Linked DNA regions of Sus scrofa: region 1 is linked to region 2. The links are chromatin contacts, called in public Hi-C maps. All regions are on one chromosome and are shown on one strand. Each heading gives the region's core, a stretch centred on a gene start, on an enhancer-like site or on the middle of the called end of the contact. The rest is flanking DNA. Distances are from core to core; before and after follow the strand shown. Region 1 holds the start of MCCC1 (methylcrotonoyl-CoA carboxylase subunit alpha, mitochondrial). Region 2 holds the start of DCUN1D1 (DCN1-like protein 1).

Evidence for each region. A called contact is a pair of places that touch in the nucleus more often than the background predicts.
Region 1: a Hi-C map of skeletal muscle shows a contact between it and region 2, with 5 times the contacts expected there. The contact joins the promoter of MCCC1 here to the promoter of DCUN1D1 in region 2. A contact is called at or near these places in 2 of 47 Hi-C or Micro-C datasets (heart right ventricle and skeletal muscle) and 1 of 2 datasets of contacts at active chromatin or transcription factors (alveolar macrophages).

Annotation. Positions count from the first base shown.
Region 1 is chr13:121,068,984-121,072,732 of Sscrofa11.1, forward strand. It overlaps MCCC1 (methylcrotonoyl-CoA carboxylase subunit alpha, mitochondrial), which reads right to left and starts at 1,712. Exons shown (of 19, transcript XM_021069887.1): 1 at 1,194-1,712. The coding sequence starts at 1,264.
Region 2 is chr13:120,948,735-120,952,142 of Sscrofa11.1, forward strand. DCUN1D1 (DCN1-like protein 1) reads right to left here and starts at 2,091. Exons shown (of 7, transcript XM_003358695.4): 1 at 1,777-2,091. The coding sequence starts at 1,779.

The sequences.
Region 1 (3,749 bases), core at 462-2,961, 120 kb after region 2:
TTTAAATAATGGCTAAAAAACAACATTAAGAAGTTGCTTCTATGGAAAGCTATCCCGTGCTCCTGGGCAGGAAGAATTAATATCATCACCTCTTTCTAGATAAAGTCCTGAGCTAATAAGCAACTTGCCCAAAGTTGCTCACACACCCAGTGCTGAGCTGAGCAGGACTCCTGCCTTCTGACTGCAGTCTTAGCAGTAAGCTATACTGTCTTTCCAGAAAGAGGGAAAGGAGAGAGACATGGAGGGAAGGGAAAGCAAAGGAAGCTAAAGAAGCCTGCTACCTGGAAAACTGAAGATATCTTCCCTGCCAAAGTTATTACCACGGAAGCTTATACTTTAAAACGGATCTGGAGGGAGTTCCCGTCGTGGCTCAGCGGTAGCGAACCTGATAGTATCCATGAGGACGCAGGTTCGATCCCTGGCCTTGCTCAGCGGGTTAAGGATCCAACGTCGCCCTGAGCTGTGGTGTAGCCCGACAGCTACAGTTCTGATTCCACCCCTAGCCTGGGTGCTGCCCTAAAAAGACTTAAATAAATAAATAAATACATAAATAAAACAAACCGGATCTGAAGTCAGGTTAGCTAGAGTGATTATCTAAAAGTTTTGTTTAAACTTGTGTACAAAGCTTCTGGCCAAACACCCTCTCAGCCCTTTGGGAGATAAGTTTGCTTTTGTTAACTTGATTCATTTCAGCAAAGAAAAAGAACTCCAAAAGTGTTCCCCTGAACATAAAGAGGCTTCAGGGCATCCTGGCGCCATTTCTTACTACTAGTGTAAACTAGAGCGAGCCGCGACGCTTTCGGACTTCACCAAAAAGCGCGATGATAACAGCGCTTCCCACACAAGAAATTCAGCGAAAACACTAAGTTAAAGGTTAGGAGCCGTGTAAGCATTACGCTTGTCCCTATGGCGAGCGGAGCATGGAGACAGCAGGCCCAGCCTCCCCACTCCCCCCCTCCTCAAAAACGGGCAGAAGGCTGAAGGGTGGCTGTGTGGAAGGGAGAAGAAAAGGAAGGGCTGGGCGGGTCTCCCTCCTTAGGCCGAGAATGAAGCAGAAACTCCCCAAGTGCGCCGGAATTTTCCTTCCGTCCTCCCCTCCTCCCAGTCGACTCTCTGTCCCTCCACGCCTCCACAGGGCTTTAGAGTTCATTCCCGCCCCAACACGGAACCGAGGCCCCTCCACCCGCCGTTACCTCGGCGGCAGCAGCAAGCTCGTGACTCGCTGCGTCAAGAGCAACACAGACACCGCAGAGGCCGCCGCCATGTTCCTGCAGCCCCGCAGCCCGCTGGCTCCTAAACATACAGCTGCGTCCCATTCACTGCAAAACCCTGCCTCGGTTGCTCCAGTGCGTGGTCTTCTGCCGGCCACAGTCCAGGTCAAAGCAAACCAATAGGCCAACCGTGGTGTGGTGGGGGCGTCTCCACCAGAACCAATCAAAGAACCGAGGAGGGCTTCGGTGGCGGCGATTGGTCGGGCCACGTGTCCCGGGGTTATCCTGCTTCCTCCGCCCCGCCCCTTGTACCAACGAGAGGAAGGGTCAGCTAAAACCCGGAGTTCTGTCTTCCCTAGGCTTTTGGCTATCCTTCTTTCTGGAACCGTCCTTCGGACTTTTATCCTTAAAGCCGCGAGAAAGCGGGCGAGACGGAGTCGTGGGGGAAAGTAAACGGGGTGGAGAGCATGATAATCAAATTTTCTAGTGATCTCAAGAACGAATGAAATAAATAACTAAAATTAAATTTAAGGCGTTCGCTTGTGGCTCAGCGGGTTAAGAATCCCATCGGTAGGGTTGCAGCAGTGGGGAGGGTTCGATCCCTGGCCCAGGAGCTTCCATATGCCTGGGGTGGGGCAAAAAAATAAAATTTAGCTAGAAGTTTAAAACCACTTGAGATTTCTTTTGGTTTTGGTATTTTGTCGTTTTGTGGAAGTTCGCAGACACCAGAGCGGTGACTAGAGCTGAGCCCTTTAACCTGCTGTACCACAAGGGAAATTCTAAAAATACCCGAGCATCAAAAAAAAAAAAAAAAAAAAAGTCAAATTGAATGCAGGATATCAAGGAAATAAAAGTACTGAAAACACAGCATATAAATGCTTATTTGCTATAGCTCAAATCAGGCTTATAGGAAATTTATAGTGAAAGTGAATCAATCTCCAGTTCAAGGTTTAGGAAGGATACATTAGGAAAGCAGAATAAATCAGTAAAGATAAAAAACAAAAAATGAATCAAGGAGTTACCATCGTGGTGCAGCTGAAATGAATCTGACTAGGAACCAAGAGGTTGCTGGTTCCATCCCTGGCCTCACTCAATGGGCTAAGGATTCAGCATTGCCATGAGCTGTGGTGTGGGTCACAGATGTGGCTCTGATCCTGTGTTGCTGTGGCTGTGGTGTAGGCTGGCAGCCATAGTTCTGAGTCACCCTTAGCCTGGGAACCTCCATATGCTGCGCAGGGTACAGCCCTAAAAAGCAAAAGCAAAAATAAAAACAAAGAAATGAATTGAGAGAACTAACATGAAACAAATCTGACTAGGATCCATGAGGACACAGGTTCAATCCCTGGCCTCGCTCAGTGGGTTAAGGATCTGGTGTTGCTGTGGCTGTGGCTGTGGTGTAGGACAGCAGCTATAGCTCGGATTCGACCCCTAGCCTGGGAAGCCCCATATACTGTGAGTGCAACCTTAACATAAAAGACAAAAAAAAAAAAAAAAAAGAGAGAGATAAGTGATTAAATATAAAAAAGTGAAAGCATAAAAGTGCTAGAAGGTATCATGAGATATCTTTTTTTTTTTTTTTTGGTTTTTGGTTTTTAGGGTCACACCCCCGGCATATGGAGGGTCCCAGACCAGCGGTCAAATTGGAGCCACAACTGCCAGCCTACACCACAGCTACAGCAACACCAGATCCAAGCCATGTCTGCGACCTACACCACAGCTCACGGCAACGCCAGGTCCTTAACCCACTGAATGAGGCCAGGGATTGAACTGGACACCTCATGGTTCCTAGTTGGATTTGTTTCCTCTGTGCAACAACAGGAACCCCGTCATGGGATATCTTAAAGGTTTTTCTAAGTCTAACACAATACTCAGAAACTGTAACAGAAAAAGAACTGATAAATTCAACTACATATTTTTTTGAAAATCTGCACATAAAACATACATATTGAAAAAACCAGTAAACTTAGAATAATTTAAAATTCTCATCACAGATGAAGGCCTACTTCCCTTAGTATATAAGTAATTAATATAAATCAATAAGAAAAAATCTATAATGTAAGAGAAAATTGTCAAAGAATGTGAAAAGACCAATGGAACAGAATAGAGAGCCCAGAAATAAACCCATGCATATACAATTAACTAACATTTGACAAGGGTGCCAAGTACTCCTAATGGGGAAAGGATAGTCCCTTCAATAAATACTGTTGGGAAAACTGGATATCCACATGCAAAAGAATGAACTGGAACTCTGCCTTTAACCACTAGAAAAAAACACGGAAAAAAGCTTGTTGACATTGGCAAGATTTTTCAAAAAACACCAAAAGTAGGAGTTCCTGTCGTGGCTCAGTGGTTAACAAATTCGACTAGGAACCATGAGGTTGCGGGTTCGATCCCTGGCCTTGCTCAGTGGGTTAAGGATCCAGTGTTGCCATGAACTGTGGTGTAGGCTGCAGACACTGCTCAATCCCATGTTGCTGTGGCTCTGTCGTCGGCCGGTGGCTACAGCTCTGATTAGACCCCTAGTCTGGGAACCTCCAT
Region 2 (3,408 bases), core at 841-3,340:
GAAAGTGTTTTATATTTGTGTTATCTTGTCATTACTGGTATAATTAAATGAGTTATGGCTAAGTTCCAAAACTTGTTACTTTAATATTAATAAAAAGACAGAAGCTTACAAACTCCAATCCAAGCTGAACTCTCATATGAACCACATGAATTCTGAATCGTCGTGAACAGGTAATGTGTGTATTGTAGACCTTGAATTCTACAGGATGGTGCTGATTGGAGACTACTATGAACAGAACACATTTCAGTGCTCTCCCAGAGTGTTTACCAGGGAATTACATTTCATTACTTCAAGCTTACTACTTAACTACACGCCAAGAGTCTGGAAACTTTAGGAGTAATGTCTATGACCCTCAAAACGCTTAAGAAATTGGAAACTGTTCAGCCACCCAGGTGGATCTTTGAACATCGCAACATTAATCTAAACATTAACTTGCACTTTACAGCAGTTTTCTTGCAAACACAAATGGTAAATTTTCATGAAATTTACCAGAGAACGTAAGTCCTGAGTACAAAGCAAACTAAACCACATGTCCATATATGACACCACAATTCTGCCAAGTTGGAGGCGAGACTAGATAAGCGTCATTCAGCAAAAATAAGATCAACTAAAAACAAAGACACTGGGGCATTCCCTTAACACAGACACACACACACACCCTCGTCAAAGAGGCCTTTATGTTCCCCCTGAGCAAAAGGACAACAATATCATTTTTACTGTCTATTCATACAGTATCCTACATGGAATTCCACTCATGCTCAGATATAATGCTAAACATCGCTTCTCAAAAACTAAAGTCCAAGAGTCAGGTACACAATTACCAAAATGTAAACAGATAACTTAAATACCACGTCTTTAAGCTTGTTAGACATTTTCCAAACAAAAAAGAAAAAAAAAGGAGAGGGAAATAACTTGACAAACTGTTTTTTAAAAATCACAAATGGTCTTTAACTGGTATAATAAAGGAATTACTCCTCCCACCCCAAGTACATAAAATACGTGCTCAAAAGGTAGCAAGTCTGCTTCTCCTAATTTTATAAAATAAGAACAGGTTGCACTTCCGTACCCCCCCTCCCCCCACGTCCCCCAGCTCCGCGGTCTCCCATGGTCTCAGCAGAGACGTAAATATAACCTTCACCAACTAGCCAGTGAAACTCCCATTTTCCAAAAGCATGGGACGCGCTGAGAGGTGATGGAGAAAGGAAGAGGGCTGTTACCCCGCCCCAAGCAAAACTGCCTGGAGACTTGAAGGGTGTTGAAGCCGGAGCGGAGGAGGGAGAAGAGCGCCGGGAAAGTCTTCTCCTTCTCCCCGGCGGGGCGGAGGGGGAAGCCCCGGCTCCGGGGCGGGGGGGAGGCTCCTCAGCCGGAACCCCGGACCCCGGTCCCCCGCCAGACACAATGGAGCCAGCGAGGGGGCCGGGCAGGGGCAGGGCCGTTGCCCCATCCCCTCCCCCCGCCCCAACGCCTCCCCTCGCCGCGCCGGGCCCCGGGCGAGGGGCACTGGGGGCCGCTCCCCGCGCCCTAAACTCTCCGGGGCTCCCGACTAGGCCCGGCTCCGCTCCGCCTCCTCGGCTCTCGCGTAGCGGCGGCGCCCGGGCGGGAAGGGGCGAAGGAGGAAGGGAGAGGCGGGGAGGAGAGCCCTGCCGGGGAGCGGGACGGAGGCCGCGGGCCGAGGCTCGGGGCGGCGGGGTCGCCACGGGGCGGAGGGCGGCTGGGGCGGGGGTGCGCGGCTGCGCCGGCCGCCAGCCGGCGGGGCGGGCGGCCGCAGTGCCTCACCATGTTGGTGTCCTCCAGGCCTCTCCCCTCCTCCTCCGACTCCGCAGCGAATGGACGGCGGCGGCGGCGGCGGCTCCTCTCACGGGCTTGCCGGGCTCCCGCTCATGCGCAGTGCGGGGCAGCCCCGGCGCGGCCCGAGGAGGCAGCCCCGGGCCTCCGGGAGGCGGAGGGACTGGGGCGGGCAGCGGACGACCCGCGCGGGGCTTCCCCCGGGCGCGGGGTCCCCCCTCCCCGGCGGGGGGCGCGGCGGGGCAGGAGGGCGACGCACGCGCTGCGCGCGCGGACATCCTCCCGCCGCGCCAGGCGGTCTCTAATGGGGTGGGAGGCCGGGGGACACCACCTCCGCTTCCTACGCGCTCTTTCCTCCGTCCGACGGCCAGGGCTGGGTATGCACGGGCGGGAGGAGGGGAAGAGCGATGGCCCATAACTTGAGCAACTGGGGACGACTGGAAGGGCCAGGACTGAGGCGCTAGATCCATGCCAAACCTCCCCTCAACATCAATACCACCCCCCCAAAAAAGGAAGAGTGAAAACACCTCCACCCCAATGTTTTTTTTCTCTCCACCCTCCCTCCAACTCCATCGTTCCAGTATGGACTTCATCAGGTCGCCCACGCGGACATGCCATGGGCGACCTTAGTCTAGCCATGTGGGAGCCGTAATGCCCTTTAGTATGGCACAGGCTCTTCCCAGACCTATGTCCACAGGAAGACCAGTGGGATGGTCCTAGGGTACCAGGTGAGGAGGACTGAGGATTCAGGGCCCCATGCCTGCCACCATTGGCACCTAAATATCCACTTAGTTAAACCTTCCTAGGATAAGTTTTGGGAAGTAAACTTTTCTTTTTAAAACCAAGGGTTGATGTGAGGCTTGACCTAATCTTCTAAGTCTGGTGAGGCTGAGGATACCAGTATTCTCTGCTGGGGGTCAGTGGACAAGTATGTGCTGCAGGGAGTATAAAAGACTCTTTGGAATAGTCCCTGCCCTTAAGACATAATTGGAGAGATGAGACACTTTCACGCACGAGGGAAGGAAATAAGAAAATAGATAATAAAGCAAACATCAGAAAAGCAGATCTAACATTGAGCGAAAAGATCTATGTGTTTCAGAACAGAACCAACCTGAGTGGAAGTGGTATCACCCTCACCTGTTATCACCCCAATACTGGCATAAGCTGCCAGATCAACTCTATAACTTCACAGCTTTAAAATTCTTATGAAAGCCACAGACCTTCTTTGGCAATCCCTGGGGACCTCCTAACCCTTCCTGGAGCAGCCATGTATCAGGAGCTCCCAGGACTCTACCAAGACAGACCCCTGGCCACCACTAACCACACAGCCATTCTTTTCACCAGCCTTCAGTGTGCTTATACTAATGTACCAATCTCCTTGCTAGGCTCTGGGTAAACAGCTCAGTCAGAATAAGACAGATACGCCTCATGCAGCAAGCCTGAAGCTGGACCATATCCCTGGATGTTCTCCAGGTATTCACCTAGCATTTGACCTGAAAGATCAACTAACATCTATGGTCTAAAGGAAGAGGATTCTCGATATCTCTTTCCCCGCACTGTCATACCTCATTGACGTAATAGCTCATGGGTCTACAACTCAAGCTCTTTTTCCTAATTGCCAAC